Linked DNA regions of Mus musculus: all the other regions are linked to region 3. The links are chromatin contacts, called in public HiChIP or PLAC-seq and promoter capture Hi-C maps. All regions are on one chromosome and are shown on one strand. Each heading gives the region's core, a stretch centred on a gene start, on an enhancer-like site or on the middle of the called end of the contact. The rest is flanking DNA. Distances are from core to core; before and after follow the strand shown.

Region 1 (2,945 bases), core at 39-2,538, 370 kb after region 3:
GTCAGTATCTTATATTTCATAAAGGTCTGTGTTTTCTACTCTTTTTTTTTTTTTTTTTTTTTTAAGATTAATTTATTTATATGTAAGTACACTGTAGCTGTCTTCAGACACTCCAGAAGAGGGAGTCAGATCTCGTTACGGATGGTTGTGAGCCACCATGTGGTTGCTGGGATTTGAACTCCTGACCTTCGGAAGAGCAGTCGGGTGCTCTTACCCACTGAGCCATCTCACCAGCCCGTGTTTTCTACTCTTTAGTGATCTCACAATACAGGCAGAATGAAGTAATGTTAATTTCTTATTATTTTTTTTTTTTTTTTACTTCCTTCTGTCCATGAGCTATCTAACAAGCTTCCTCTCTCCTGCAATACTTTGTTATCATGGCAGTTCTGGCCAGCATTTTATGTTTATGGGTTTAAGAGTAGAAATCTGTCATTAAGGAATATTGATTTATTAAAATATAATGAGAGTGGTTTATAATAAATATATCTATAAAAGGTGTGCAAGAAGGAGTTTCAGAGAGGGAAAAGGAAGGATGGTATGAGCCTCGGACTGGGAGGGAGAGAGTTCTCCATAGAGCTCATGTTGCTGCACAGCCCTGGGAAGAATGGCTGAACCCTTGGGATTCTCTTTTCATGGGCGCTTGTATAGAGAACAACCTTGCAAGAGGAGCATCTCTGTCGCTAGAGCAGAGGGCAGGTTTGTTTGCTCCCTTTCACAAAGATAAGTTTCCTCCCAGGACAAAGGTTTGCAGGTCTGGCAGCAGCTCTAAGCTGCTGGTGTTTGCCGGGCTCAGTCTCTTAGCAGGTGTGTGGACCAAGTACCAATGCAAAAGTCCCCGTCGCTGCTTCACACCACACTCCCCAGACAAGTGCAGACCAAATGGCAGGAACATGAACCACATGCTGTCCGCTGTTCCGCAAGGGATAGAGTCCTTCTTCCCCGGCCCAGAAGCCTCGTCTCTTGCCAGCATGTGCAGGCCTGTAGCAAGCTACAGCTTTTGGGTGTTGACAGACAAGGGCTCTTGGGAACTGAGTGAGTGCCTGGGACTCAACAGGGAAGGCTCAAGGGGAGTGGTTCTGTGCAGATGACTGTGAGTGTTTAGGCTTAGTGGTTGGAGCTAAGATTGGAAGTCACACAGAGGATGTTGGGCCTGTTGTTTACTCAGTGGCGCTGGGAGAAAGAGTGAAAGAGGAGTCTCAGAGCTGCTGAGGGGCTGAGTGGCTCACAAAACCACCAGAACTGTAGTTTGCCGGGTCACTAACAGTACAGAGCCAATGTGTTCTGCTTGTTGGCCTGCAGCCACAGTCTTGATGAGCACTCCAGAGCACTTCCGCCATCTCCTTTGCCCAGACCTCAGCTGTTTAAACGAGGAAGGGAGTTAAAAGCAAGGTCAAGGTTTTCCCTGTTGCCATAGGGACCTAAAAACCCCAAGCTCCCCTGCACATTGTGGAATTTAAGGCAAATGATATACTCAAATCCGGCATTTTATTAGACACAGACAGTCAAGTTGTCCATTCTAGCCAGTTTCTTAAGGGCAAATAGAGCCCAGACTATTTTATTTTTTCAACTCAGTATTTACAGTAGGGTGTGATACTAACATGAATTGTTTTCTGACATGCCCTCCACGCTCTATTTCCCTCCTCGGATCTCATCTTCTCACTCTCTGATCCTTTTTTCTGCAGTTTTAGAGATACGATTTCATTCACATCTGTGGGGTTTGAAGGAGAATGCCAATCATAGGCATCTAGATTTGCAAGCTTAGTCCTCCTCAGCTCACAAACTATTCAGAAGGATTGGGAAGTGTGTCCTTGATGGCGGATGTGTGTGTGTCTCTCTGCATGGTACTTGTGGATCAGGATGTAAAACACTCAGCTACTGCTCCAGCATCCTTCCTGCCTGCCTGCCTCCTATCATGATAATCATTGGCTAACCCTCTAAAACTGTAACTCCACCCCACTTTTGTGATTTGTAAGAGTTGCCTTGGTTATGGGGTCGGTCTCTTCACAGCAATAGAATAGTGACTAAGACATCATTCTAGGACATCTTTTTATGATTTCAAAACCTCTATCCAATTCCAACTTATAATTTCCAGTCCTAATCAATCTTTTCAAGAGGATCTTGGCTATCTCACAGGCATAGACATGCCAACCAAACTTGCTTTGTCAAGTTTTCTACAAGTGTGTGTGTGTGTGTGTGTGTGTGTGTGTGTGTGTGTGTGAGAGAGAGAGAGAGAGAGAGAGAGAGAGAGAGAGCATGTGCATGTGCTGATGTGTGTGATTGAGATTTGAATCTAGGGCCTGCTGCATACTAAGTTATTCTACCATTGCCTTGCAACACCAGCTCCTAATCTATGTAAACTGTGAGCCAAGAGAAACGCCCCACCTTAAGTTGCTTTGTAAGGCATTTTGCCACAGCCTTGAGAACAGTAATGAACATTCTTTCAGCCCGGCGTCTCTGTTATCATACACATTTGTTCAGATCACTTTAGACTAGCCATGTTTCAAATGGTCACGTCCAGATGTTCAGCGTGGTTTATATAGCACTGTATGAAATAAGAGAACCAGGCTTCTGCTGTAGCCTCTGCTTAAAAGTCCACTTCTCCTGCGGAAGAGCTGAGTCAGCTCCGCTCATCACGTGTGCAGGCCAGTTACCAGGAAGAAGATATGGACAGAGACAGGCCTGTCCTGTCCCCTTGAGACGACTCCCTAGAAAGGTTTACATTCTTCTTGTCAACATTTTACCGCAGGATAGGAAGATATTTAAGTCAAAGGAGTTTGTGAAAGGTAGCTTTTATTTCAGATGGCCATGAGCTGATAAATGCTAGAAATTCTGTTGCAAAGACCCTGAAGAGTCAAAGTAATCCTGAGCAAAGAGAACAACGCAGGAAGGATCTCCATTCTAGGTCTTAAGATACATTAGAGCTGTAGTAACAGAAACAATAGTTA
Region 2 (3,111 bases), core at 347-2,846, 390 kb after region 3:
TTTACTCACAGAAAGATTGCGGCAGTAATACAGTGTTCTCATACTGCCCCACGGAGAGGTCCCACACTGCCCAGAGGATTTCACGCACTGCTACACGAGGTTCCCACATTGCCCCCACACTGCTTCTCTAAGGGCAACATCTTCAAAGACCAGCATGTTCCCATGCAGACCAAGGAGCTTTCAAGACGCAGTTTAGAGTAGAGCACATTCCTTGCAACACAGAACTCTGAGTTCATGCTTTTTTTTTTTTTTTTTTTTTTTTTTTTTTAATTGTTTTGTTTTGTATTTTGAGACAAGGTTTCTCTGTGTACCCCAGGCTGCCCTGGAACTCACTCAGTAGACCAGGCTGTCCTGGAACTCAGAAATCTGCCTGCCAAGTGCTGGGATTAAAAGTCCTTTAAGTGTGCAAGCCATAGCTGGGCAGTGGTGGCGCATGCCTTTAATCCCAGCAGTTGGGAGGCAGAGGCAGGCAGATTTCTGAGTTTGAGGCCAACCTGCTCTACAGAGTGAGTTCCAGGACAGCCAGGGCTCTACAGAGAAACCCTGTCACAATTAACTAAATTTCAGATCTAGATTTCACTAGGTTTGTTGTTGTTTTTGTCTTTGTTTTTCGCCACTCCCCCCACCCCCCAGCAATACCTTTTTTTTTTTTTTTTTTTCTATCCTAAGACCCAAGCTGGAACATGGCATTATGGTAAGTTGTCCTGTCCATTGGTCTGTCCTGGTTCCTAGCTTGTCTGTGAGGCACTGAGCTGGATAGGTCTTTTGTAGAAAAGTCCTCTGAACTGGGGATACCTGATCTTTTTGTGATTAGAACGTTCTAGAAAGAAGCACCTTCCCTCACAGCCTCTCAGGTATACGGGCATCCAACAAGCTCGTGTTGATGATGTGAGTCTCCCCTGTTGCTTGCCAGATTTCTTCTTAGTGAAGTCTCAATGCTTCTGGTTACATTCTCTGGAAACAGGCCACTGAAGCAGGAGGGGGCCTGCGGGGGGAATTAACCTCCACCTTCCTGGAAGACCAAGAATTTACCAAGTGGAATTCACTCTGCCTTTCCCTACCTATTCACTTATAACACTATGAGCTCACAGGTAATTATTTAAATACCGGCTGATAACCTACTGAATTGCTGTCTCTGTTACCACCCTAATTAGCCCAGCCTTAGCCACTGCAAGCCCTCTCAGGTGGACTTCTGTGCTCCTCTGTTGTGCTCCTGTCCCTTTGACTAAGCTTTTTGATACTACAGGAAGCACTGGGTTCATATTACATCCATCCTGCTCCAATTCTGAGAAGTTTCTTTGAGGAAACCGCATTTCCTTTAATTGGGCGGTGGCATTCCAATGTGTTATCATAATGGATTCCAGTCCCGGAAGATTTGGGCCGGAGGAGTTCACTTCGTTTCCAAAACGGTGATCAATGGTATGACCCGGTCTAGGGAGCCCACGGTGCACTTCCTTGCTGGGGATATTTACGAAGCTGCCTCAGGGGCAGGTATGTGAATCATGGGGTTAAAGAATGGTACTCAGATGATGTCATTGTGGACACTTTCAGTACAGTGAGCGGGCATGCTCAAATTTGCATTAGATGACGTTTCTGGGTCTTACACATCTTGACGTTTCTGCCCTGGGACTCATGGATTCCCAGAACAGTGCACATACAGTTTGTTAGAACTCAGGTAAACAAAAGAAAAAGTGATACATTTGCATTTGAAGAGGTTTTGTGGTTAACTTAAAAACTACCACCTGTAGACATTTCCTCTAGGCTCTGCCCCATAGTTACCTGGTAACAGCCAGGTATGCCTGACTCACCATAAAAGGGGCTGCTTGCCCACCCCCTCTCTTGCTCTTCTCCTCTTGCTTTTGATCCCGTACCCTCTTCCTCCTCTTTCCCCTTTCCTCTCCCCACTTTCTCTCCATGTGCTCATGGCCGGTTTCTACTCCCCTCCCCTCCCAACTTCCCTCCTCTTCCTCTTCCTCCTCCCCCCCTCCTCCTCCCTTCCTCCCTCTCTCTATTTCTCTCTCTCTCTGCCTTTTTCTGTCTCTACTCTCTCAATTCCCCCCCCCCCCTGCCCTAAATAAACTATTCTATTCTATACCATGGCCTGTCCCTCAGCAGAAAGGGATGCTTCTACATGGCCTGAAGAGACACACCCCTCCCCCCACACCATACCTCGCCTCCACCAAACACATCCCTGGCTTCCTTTCTTTTTCTAAAACACACCACCACCCCCTTGATTGGTAATGATAGTGTGATCCCTAAAATACCCCAGTAACTCCTGACTGTATCTGAAACAAGCATGGCGTACACAGTCGAAGTCACTGGGAAGAGCAGAAAGATATCTCACTGTTTGTGCGTTCTGGCGAGGTAGGTAACGAAGGCAATATTATTCAGCGGGAAAGTGGAGTAATAATGAATGCAGAGCCTTGGGAGCTGTATGGTATCAGACTCCTGCTTCCAGGCTGCGGGATCGAATCGGGCCTCCCTGGAACAGGGAGAGAGCAGGGAGGTTAGTTTCCACGATCTCTAGTTAGAGAGAACGTGAGGCTGAGTCTGTGGGTGTGGAGTCCACAGAGGTGGGAAAACCAAACAGCAGGACCATGAGAAGGGAGCAATACTTTGGTAAAATATATTTATTTAGCAACTCTTGGCTCCCACTGCTCAAACACTCGATTTTAAAGAAACATCCACAGCCAGGCCACAAAGTAGCCAAGAACAAGGAAGAGTGAAGGTATGCTCAGAGTAATTGGGGAAGCTCGGGGTGGGAGAGATTGAGCCCGAGAGTGAGTTATCCCAGAACAGATGGAGGCGGCCACGTTAGCTTTGCACTAAACTGTACTGTAGCTTTGAATCTATTTTCGTGATAAACTACTCATAACAAAGCTTACCACGTTAACCATGTTTATGTATGCAGTTCGGCGGCATTCCACCCTATACTGTTGTGTGACCCTTGTTGCTTGCTGTTTCCAGAACAGTCTTCTTCCTGTGGTGAAACTAAACCCTCCCCTCTCACCTCCCCACCAGCCTCAGGTAACCACTGCTGCGCTTTCTCTAAGTGTAGACGGAGTCACAGCAAATATTTTTCTTCCCCCCCCCCCCCCCCCGTAGAGATTA
Region 3 (2,894 bases), core at 342-2,841:
GAGCAAGGCTTTCCCCAGAACTCAGAGATCCTCCTGCCTCTGCCTTCTGAGTGCTGGGATTAAAGGCAAGTGCTGGGATTAAAGGCATGGGCAACCATATCCAGCTATAACATATTTTAATTACTAGCCATGAACGACAAACAGTTCCTTAATTTCAAGCAAATGGGAAACGTTAGAGATTGAAGACATCTGCAGTCACTGTAATATGAAAATCTACAGGTTCTGTTTGTGCTAAAAGCTAACGGTTGCTTTTTAGTTAAGATTTAGCAGAAGTTTGAGGTGCAACTTCTGTTCCCCTACTCCTCTGTCCCGTTAGGAACCCCTTCCTTCCAACACTCAATAAGATGAAGACACAACTAAGCCAAGTTGAGAGGATTAAACTTGTTTTTAAAGTAAGACACACTTAGAAGGTTTTCTGTTTAGAGAAGTTCCTTCTAGGAAGTTTTATCTCTTAGAAAAATTCAAGTTCTATCTACTCAGTCTCTAACGTTTACAAATCTACTGTTCTCCATGATCTTTAGACCTAAAATTACTAAAATTACCTCAGCTCAGCGTCCAGATATGTTACCAAATCACTATCCTAAATCAAGTATTAAGGCTAAAGAACATTTCCATAATTGTAAACTTGTGCAATCACACTGCCTTCTGGCATAAGTTTTGAAAAGGTTCGACGGGTCCTGTTTTCCGTAACCAACAGCTGTAGAGACCGAAGCGCGATGACACCCAACAGCCTCAATCTTGGGCACCGGTGTACGGCCAAGTTTTAAGGCTCCTTTCAAAACCTTCAAACCCGGGAGAAGGCAAGACTCGGTCCTTGCAGTACAGGGCACTCCCCTGACAGCAACTGCGGGTCATTAGCCAGGCTCCCCTTCACCAACCCAGCGCATTCCGGCCTTTGCCTACTCAGCAGATTCACTCTGACTGTGCCGTTTTATGTGGAATCGTACATTCTAGCAGGAAAAAAAAAAAAAAAAAAAAAAAAAAAAAAAAAAAACTATATTACTCACCAGGCTCCACCACTCTCTCGTGGGAGAATCCTCGTTTCCATTAAGTGCGCTTCCAAATTTCTTTGGAAGACGCCAAACCAGCAACGAGTAGAGCCGGAGGATTGTGCACAGGCACCTCAGTGAAAATCCAGGCTCCGGCAGGAGAGAAACCAACTTCACTTTCCGAAAATAACAGTTCTTCGGGCCAGAAGCGGAATCTTTAACCTTAACTTTCCGGGCGGTCCCTTTGCACTCGGTTCACACACTTTTCTACCCGACACTCAGGGATGAGATAGCAGTGATCCAGCCGCTGGCTTCCTGCGGTCCCCGCCCCCCCCCCCCGGCACTCCCACCCGCGCCGCCCTTGCCCCGGGCTCCGCGGCCACTCCCGGGTCCCAGACGCCCCCTGCGCAAGCCTCACCTGGAATGGGCTGCCATGGCTCGGCTCACACTGCCTGGCGTCCCAAATCCATCTGCGCGCTCGCCCCGCAGGCTCTCTCGCCCGCGCCGCTCTCAGCGTCGGCCGCAGCCGTCGGCGATACTGCCCCGCAGACTCTGCGCTCTCGGCAGCCGCGTCCTCAGCTCTGTGTCCTCAGCACCGCCTCCGCCCCCCGGAGCCTCGGCTCGCGCCGAGCCTGACGGACATCCGGGCACCGGGGGCAGCCGGGCGAGCCGCACCTCCCTGGAGCCCAGGGAGCGGCGATGCCCGCCGCCCCGGGGCACTGTCGGGTCACCAGAGACCAAGGGGTGCGTCCGCACCGCCCGCTGCGGGGTCCCGGCTCCCAGTTCGCCCGCACTTCGGGGGCGATGTGCGCGGCGCTGGGCTCCCCTCGAGGTGCCCGAGCTCGCCGGGACCCCCCCGCAGGCGCCGCGGTGGTACGGCCCGCCTCCTTTTAAGGGCAGCGCGCACCTCCGCCGCCGCCGCTGCCCCCAATTCGGCTGTGTTCAAACGCGCGCTACAGAGATCCCCGCGCTCGGGCTGGGACCTCAGGGTCCTGCTGCCGTGGGGATGTGCTGGGAGTGGGAGCATCGGATCACTGCCTTCGCTGCTTCTGGCCGCTGCTGCGGGGCTTGCCATCGGAAACATCAGGGATCGGCTAGCAACCCTTCTTCAACTTTGCTTTCAGTTTTGAAAGTGCCCAGAAACAAGTGTTTATACGACTTCCCTCTTCGAGGCAACATGCGATTACACAGAAGACAGCCATTCAGGGAAGTCCCCTAATAAATTAAAAGAATTGCTTCCCCTCCACCCCACCCCACCCCACCCCCCGCAAACAAAAACCATGATGCAAACCAACGTAAACGCTCGAAAGCACAATCGAAAATTGCGTCAACTCAGACACAGGAAAGACACCAGGCTTTGCCTGGGAAGCGGCTGAAAACAACGATGGGCAGAAAGGCAGGGAGAAGACTTAACAGGGGCATCCCGGAGGACCAGCCTGCTGCTGGAAGGACACTTTCTTGGTGCGCTCCGGGTTCGACCCGGGACTCACCACATTATATTGCTCATGTAACTGATTGCCCAGTTTCTAAATACCGCAAGTTTCCAGATTCCGGTAGTCCCTCTCAGAGGTCAGAACTACTTACATAAGAACACAAGACAAAGCTTGTCTTTCACTCCCCTGGCTTTAGCTCTGATGGTGGAGAACGACTGACGCCTTCGCAGGAATGAAGGCTGTGGTGGCAAGTGAGACAAGTTGCCAGACACTGCTTTCTCCACCACCTACAGTAGTAGTTTGGAGAACTCGTGTACTTTAGGAATGCCCTTGATGAACTAACTAGTCCTTTGAATTTTGACTCTGAAATGCGGGGTTTTTCCCTCTGTCTCTATGTCAGTCTCTCTGTCTCTCCTCCCTCCCTCCTCCTCCTTGTGACAAACGGGAAGTGCACAGAAAGCACTGTTCTGTT

What was found. Promoter capture Hi-C pulls out the DNA fragments that hold promoters and counts their contacts. HiChIP or PLAC-seq counts read pairs in DNA pulled down with a chosen protein or histone mark.
Region 1: a promoter capture Hi-C map of the SN4741 cell line shows a contact between it and region 3, with 3 times the contacts expected there. The contact joins the enhancer-like site here to the promoter of Aff1 in region 3. A contact is called at or near these places in 1 of 39 promoter capture datasets (the SN4741 cell line), 2 of 484 Hi-C or Micro-C datasets (CD4 T cells and nephron progenitors) and 8 of 115 datasets of contacts at active chromatin or transcription factors (effector CD8 T cells, embryonic basal ganglia, embryonic midbrain and 5 more).
Region 2: a FOXA1 HiChIP or PLAC-seq map of pancreatic cancer cells shows a contact between it and region 3. The contact joins the enhancer-like site here to the promoter of Aff1 in region 3. A contact is called at or near these places in 6 of 484 Hi-C or Micro-C datasets (CD4 T cells, CD8 T cells, cerebral cortex and 1 more) and 17 of 115 datasets of contacts at active chromatin or transcription factors (T-cell acute lymphoblastic leukemia, craniofacial prominence, effector CD8 T cells and 13 more).

What each region holds. Positions count from the first base shown.
Region 1 is chr5:103,385,989-103,388,933 of GRCm38.p6, reverse strand. No RefSeq gene overlaps it. Among named protein-coding and RNA genes, the nearest start is that of Gm30443, 27 kb to the right of the region's middle. Within about 2 kb of position 1,288, at least 93 of the 459 cell types and tissues checked have an H3K27ac peak or open chromatin away from gene starts, as enhancers often do. A contact at or near this core is called in the SN4741 cell line, nephron progenitors and stem cell-derived neural progenitor cells, where this site is marked.
Region 2 is chr5:103,365,771-103,368,881 of GRCm38.p6, reverse strand. No RefSeq gene overlaps it. Among named protein-coding and RNA genes, the nearest start is that of Gm30443, 7.3 kb to the right of the region's middle. Within about 2 kb of position 1,596, at least 53 of the 459 cell types and tissues checked have an H3K27ac peak or open chromatin away from gene starts, as enhancers often do. A contact at or near this core is called in CD8 T cells, effector CD8 T cells, memory CD8 T cells and 1 more, where this site is marked.
Region 3 is chr5:103,752,859-103,755,752 of GRCm38.p6, reverse strand. It overlaps Aff1 (AF4/FMR2 family, member 1), which reads right to left and starts at 1,591. Exons shown (of 20, transcript NM_133919.4): 1 at 1,408-1,591. The coding sequence starts at 1,424.